2 separate regions of the Sus scrofa genome follow, and region 1 is linked to region 2. The links are chromatin contacts, called in public HiChIP or PLAC-seq maps. All regions are on one chromosome and are shown on one strand. Each heading gives the region's core, a stretch centred on a gene start, on an enhancer-like site or on the middle of the called end of the contact. The rest is flanking DNA. Distances are from core to core; before and after follow the strand shown. Region 1 holds the start of SFXN5 (sideroflexin-5). Region 2 holds the start of PRADC1 (protease-associated domain-containing protein 1).

What was found. HiChIP or PLAC-seq counts read pairs in DNA pulled down with a chosen protein or histone mark.
Region 1: an H3K27ac HiChIP or PLAC-seq map of alveolar macrophages shows a contact between it and region 2. The contact joins the promoter of SFXN5 here to the promoter of PRADC1 in region 2. A contact is called at or near these places in 3 of 47 Hi-C or Micro-C datasets (alveolar macrophages, heart right ventricle and liver) and 2 of 2 datasets of contacts at active chromatin or transcription factors (alveolar macrophages and skeletal muscle).

What each region holds. Positions count from the first base shown.
Region 1 is chr3:69,699,657-69,702,430 of Sscrofa11.1, reverse strand. It overlaps SFXN5 (sideroflexin-5), which reads right to left and starts at 1,410. Exons shown (of 14, transcript XM_003354772.5): 1 at 1,144-1,410. The coding sequence starts at 1,245. LOC106509786 (a long non-coding RNA gene) reads left to right here. Exons shown (of 3, transcript XR_002342573.1): 2 at 128-353; 3 at 1,448-2,774.
Region 2 is chr3:69,545,582-69,548,568 of Sscrofa11.1, reverse strand. PRADC1 (protease-associated domain-containing protein 1) reads right to left here and starts at 1,731. Exons shown (of 5, transcript XM_003125011.4): 1 at 825-1,731. The coding sequence starts at 1,059.

The DNA.
Region 1 (2,774 bases), core at 161-2,660, 150 kb before region 2:
CGCACCGACCTTTGTGCAATTTCCTTTTCTTCCTGCAAACTTCTATCTGTCCACCTCCACGAGGCAAGCCTGGTTCACTATAATCGAGTCTCTTTGCCCCTTTTCCTAACAATCTTCATTTCCTTAGCGCTGGAGGCAGCAGGTCACCGGGGTCTGCAGCGTGAGAACGGCCCCTCCCAGCCTCCAGCCCGGGCTGTATATCTGATCTGCGGGCTCGACCCCAGTCTTCTGGGCCGAGGGCGAGTTAGCGACGCCGTGTCGGGGATCCCGAAGGAAAGAGACCACTGTCACCGTGCCCCCAAGAATCATATCCAGTCGGACAGAGCCAAGCGCTCGACGGCGACAGGGCCCAGGTGAGAGAGACCCTCCGTAGAGGTCGCAGAGGGGAAGGGGGCTGGGACGGGCTCCCGGGGACACGGACCCTCCCACCTGCCTTCCCCCGGGATGACACAGCGTTTCCTCGGTACCCAGGCTCTTCCCCCACGTCCTCGCTCCATCTCCGGCAGGGCACCAGCCGGCCGACTATCTGCGTCAGCGTGTCCCCCGCCAGAAGGGACAGGGGTCACTGAGGGGCGGGCACCCTAGGCTCGAGGCCCTAACCCATCGCGCACCGCGAAACCAGCTTGGGGTGGAGGGCTGGGAGCGGGGCCGCGGGGCCCCGATGCAGCCCAGAGGCTCCGTGAGCGCTCAGAAAGAATGTCAGTCACCACCCGGGGAAAAAGTTAGAAGGCATCTAGGCCATGCCAACTTCTCATCCAGGGCCAGACTCAACTTTCCACCTGAAGTGCACGGCAGCACTGCCCAAGCGACCCTGCATTAGAAGCTCGCACCCTGGAGCTCTGATCCCGGGCCGCGGCGGGCAGTGGCCAATCACAGAGCGCCTCGGGAGGCAAAGGCTGGAGGGTGCGGGCCGCTGGGGAGTGACGGCGCGGATGGCCAATAGAGAGCTAAGGTGGGAGCCCTCGCCCACCCCGTTGACCAATGAGAAAGAGGCAGCTCTGGCCAAGGTCCCCTGAAGCAGTAGCTGCAAGCTCCCGGGTGGCCGCGGGTTGGAGACCCTGGGGCCAAAGAGGATTTTGGAGAAGAGTTTGCTCGCCCTCCCTATGCCACCCACCGGCCCGCAAACCACAATCCGGTCCTCACCTGCTGGAAGCGGGGCTTGCCCAGCTGGAAAGGAGGTGCATCGGTCGAGGCGTTAGCGGCACTAGCCGCCGCTGCCGATGCTGTAGTCGCTGTATCCGCCATGGCCACTGACGCCCGCAATCTCCGGCCCTTTTAAAATGTCCCTCCTCGGCCCCCGCCACAGCTGCCTCTCCCGATTGGCCATAAGCAACCGCAGCGAGCCGGAGGCGCAAGGGGTTGTGGGGAGTGTAGTTTTTCTCGTCATGGAACTTGACACCCCCAGACAGCGGAGAGTTGCAAGGACTTAGACCAGGTCTCGGTTCAGGCAGCTGATTTTCCGGGCTTCGGCAGTCCGGCAAGAGTGTGCGTACCCGACTCTAAGGTCTCGATAGGGGACCACCGGGAGACCCCTCGCTGCTTCCACGCGACCAGAAGTTTGAGTTGCTGCAGTGGGTGTCGCTCCTGGAGCTGCAGCCCAGAAGAGTCCTAGTGAAGTGGAGCTGACCCTTGGACCAGATGGGCAAAGACTCCAGACGGAGTAGGATTATCTTGGGAGGATTTCTACAAAGAATTGCACTGCGGAATCTTCATGCGGATTCTACCGTCGCTACCCTGCCCCTCGATGCTCTCCAGCCACCGTGATACTCAGTTCCTGGAGCAAGCTGGGTGCTTGCCGCCACTTCCCCTTGAACATTCCCTGCCCAGAGGAACTTAACTTTTTATCTTCGCCTGACTTCAGCCTAAACATTGCATTTTCCGATCCTCACCCTGCTTCCGCAAAATCCACTATGTGCTCCTAGAGTAGCCAGCACTTTCCTTTTACAGCCCTTGCATTTATATTTATGGTTTTGAGTATCTGCCTTTCCTACTGTGAGAGCCACAGGGCAGAAGTTGTGACTTTTTGATTAAGTCCTTAGTGCTGGCAGGAGTGGGCTCACAGAAGGGGCTCAAATATTTGCTGCTTTATGAGTTAAACAGCAGGGGCTTAGCCCTGGCAACCTCTACTTTCCTCTGGCCAACCACATATCTCTCCTGGGCCTAATTCCTGGGCAGCAAGAGAACTGGGAGTGGGCGGTGAGGTTCAGAAGTGCTTAACAAGCACCAGTACCAAGGACTTTAGGTAAGGGGAGCAGGCAGACAGTAGAGCAAGGCACCAGTGTGGATAGTGCACACACTCATGCAGAATAGAGTAGCAGATTCCCAGCTGAATTATCTGGTCAGTGAGCCAGACTCAGGGAGGATAGAGGGCGAGCTGCCTGTTTTGCCCCAAAGGGCAGCAGGAACGTCTGGTTTTGACCTCAGGGAACCTCTCCCCACCCTCCACCCCCAGGCTCCTTAGGCTTATGGTGAAGTGCAAGTTTGGCTCGTGCCTTCTGGACACTGCATGATTTGTAGCAGTGAATTCTTCATCCAGGTTAAATCACAAGGAATGGAACTTACTAGCTGAGAGAGATTCTAGCTGGGCGAGGAAGAACCATTTGTATCTTGGATTTGTATCGCATCTTTCCCTACTAGACTAAGAAGCTTGAGAGTAGGAATCAAGCCTTTTATAAACCCTCTGCATTCCCCACATTACTCAATATGTGTGGGTATCCTGGAAATGAGAAAGACTGCGTCCAGCCCACTGGCCAACACTGTGCTGCTGCCTCTGA
Region 2 (2,987 bases), core at 482-2,981:
TCATCAGCACCAAAGTTTAATGTTTTATCTGAACTTGGGGCCCTGGTTTCCTTAGCCCAGAGAGATTGAGGAATGTGAAAGGGTGGAAGCTGCTGCCATCTGTCCATTAGTCAACTCAACAAACTATTAGGCTGCTACTGTGTGCCAGGGTTGGGACCAATGGTGGCTTTAGCTATCCTTCTACTCTCCAAAGCCCAGCCATGAGGTAGAACTCCACTAGCTTGGCACTGGACTACATATATAGCCTTTTATCGTGGGAATGGAGACTTGCCATCAGAAACTGACACACTCCCAGGAGGCCCTCCTGGATGATCACAGAACTCCCCCGCCTTCCCATACACATCTTTGCCTGGCCTTTGCATCTGCGATCCGTGTAAATTAAGTGTAGGTATACATATGTGCTCATGGATGTAGTGGCTATATGTTCATGTTCCCGTATAGATGCAAACAGGTAGGATATGTACCTATGTGCTTGTGTGTGAGCCAAAGTGTAGCAATGTGTGGTCCCGTTTATGTATATGAGTGCTCACATATTTCCAGCTTGTCCTTGTTCCTCGCCCCCTCAGCCACCTAATTCGGCGCTAGTGGGGGTAGGGGGAGTCTTGCTTCGACGTGGGAAGCTCAGAACTCAAAGCCCAGCCTCCAGCCGCGCCCAATTCGTGTCCCTGAGGACGAGTACCCACCAAATCGTGGCGCCTCTTTCTGAACCTACCCTGCCCAGAACTCGCGGGGTCCCCAAGGTGACCCGTGGCCCCCGGCCCGAGACGCGCTCATGTGGACTCCCAGCCCCGCCCCGATGCGCAGCCCCGCCCGTTGCCGCTCACCATGGGCCGCGACGCACGCGGGGAGCCAGAGCATGAGACAACACCAGCCCGCGGCGCCGGGGACCATCTCCAGGGCCCGGCCCGGCGCCCCGCTTCCTCCAGCCGCCCCTCCGCGCGTAGCTCGCTGGACTTTGGCCTGACAGCTGCTCTGGCCTCCCGCCCCCAGACCCGCTCTGGCTGCTGGTTGGCGGACTGGAACGAGGCCCACGGCTGATTGGCTCTGACGCCTGCTCATGTAGCCACATTTTCCGCCCCTGCGCCTTAGCCCACTTCCTATTGGTCGAGAGAAGTGGGGCCGAGGACTGATTGGTCCAAACTCTTAACTGCAACTGCCGGCCCCCGCCCCAGCCTGTCTCAGTTTGGATTCGATTCGGCAGCACCTTGCTGGCTGGTGGGTGGGTCGGCAGAACTGGAGGTGGCCGATCGCAGGACTGGCTTCAACCGCTGAAAGTCTCGGCCAATACTCCTCACGGTCGCTTTGCAAGATGAGGGTATACCTTCTTCCAGCTGTGCCTTCCTCCTTCCCATCCCCTCCTTGGAATGGCATTCCTGTAGCTCTCAAGTGGTCTCCGGTGACCCCTACTCTGATCTTATTGCCTAGTTCCACCAGCGCTTGCGTGCCCTGGCGACGTGGCCGGATGTACACGACCCTCGAGGAAGCTCTGACCAGTGCCGAGCCAGAATGCGAGCATAGGGGCTAGGTGTCCGCTCCTGTTTCTCTACCATTTACTATGCAGCTGTGACTCTGGACACCCTTCCTAACCTCTCGGCCTCAGTTCCCTCATCTGTAAAGTGGGCATGACAACAATACCAATAGGTTTGTGAGGATTAAATGAGATCACTCACATCAAATGTTTACTTGGCAAAAACTGTCCCTCAGTCAGCGTTCAATAAATGTTTGCCTTTATTTCATTCCTTGGCCTGGCTCCAGAGGGAGAAGGGGAATAGAATTAGAGTTAGTGGGTGACGGGGGCCGAGCAAGGACCCTACATACTCAAAAAGAATGACACTTTCGAAAGCCCGCGACCCTTGCATTACCAACACTTCCTGTAACAGCTCCGGCAGAGGACCAGCCTCTGGACCTTCTAGCCACGCCGACTCTGTGGTAGCGAACCATAGAGTGGCGGAAGTGGCCCATCCCCTTCCTCTCCCGGTCCAACTGCTTGGCGAAGGTTCTGGGGACTTCTTTGGCGCGGAGGATTGTGGGGTTGCTGGGCGGCCCGGGCGCGAAGCAGGGAAGAGGAGTAGCGGGCCACTGGATAAGCTTACAAGATGATGGTGAGTGGCGTCTCGCGCATCCGTCTCCATCCGTTGCCATCTGGTTGGTAGCTGGCGCCGCCCGGCAAAGGCCGGTCCCGCAGGACTTTCCTCTGCCTAATGACTCGGTCCTCGCCCCGACCCCTGTCTGTGGGTGACCCCGGCCCGCCGCGGCCTTGGTGGGCCCGGGCTCCGAGTAGGGCTCCTGGGCGAGGGCTGTGTGGCACTGGAGGAAAGGCTCTGATCGGGCCGGCTGGGGACTACAAGTCCCAGGGTGCTTCGGAACCCGCGAACCCGCGTTGGCAAGCTGGTTTTTGGACCCCCCCCCCCCCCCCGGAGTCACGACCCGGGTGAAACGACTGCGGATTGAGCGTGCATAACGCGGTCGACGGCCGGGCTTGGAACTTCTGGCTGCACTGGAAAATTCGAGTGTAAAGCCGGGTGCTCACTAGGACCGGCAGAGGCAGCATGGGGACCTTATGTTGAGCGGAACCCCGGATCTCAGCTATGCCTCCCTCCCTGCCAGCTGCTACCAAATGGAAACAGACCCTTTTGCTCGTACTTGAATTCATTCATTCACTTGTTCGTTAAGTAAAGTCATCTTTAGTGTCTACTGAATGTGCGGGGCTCCGCTGGTTGTTGCAGGTGCAACTCTTCAGCCAGAAGAATGGGTAGGGCAGATGGGCACCCTGCTTCAGACGTAGGAAGATCCGGCCTCTGACTCTGACCCTGTCTGCTACCCTAGATGTGACATTAGACAGCTTTCCTAGTTGGCCACCTAACTTTAGTTTTCGTTTTTCTTAAATTAGGGCGGTTAGTGAATCTGGGAGGCTCTCTGTACCCACCCCCCTTTCCATAGTATCCCTTTCTCCATCTCAGAGCTGCAGGTACCTTCCTTGGGTCCCA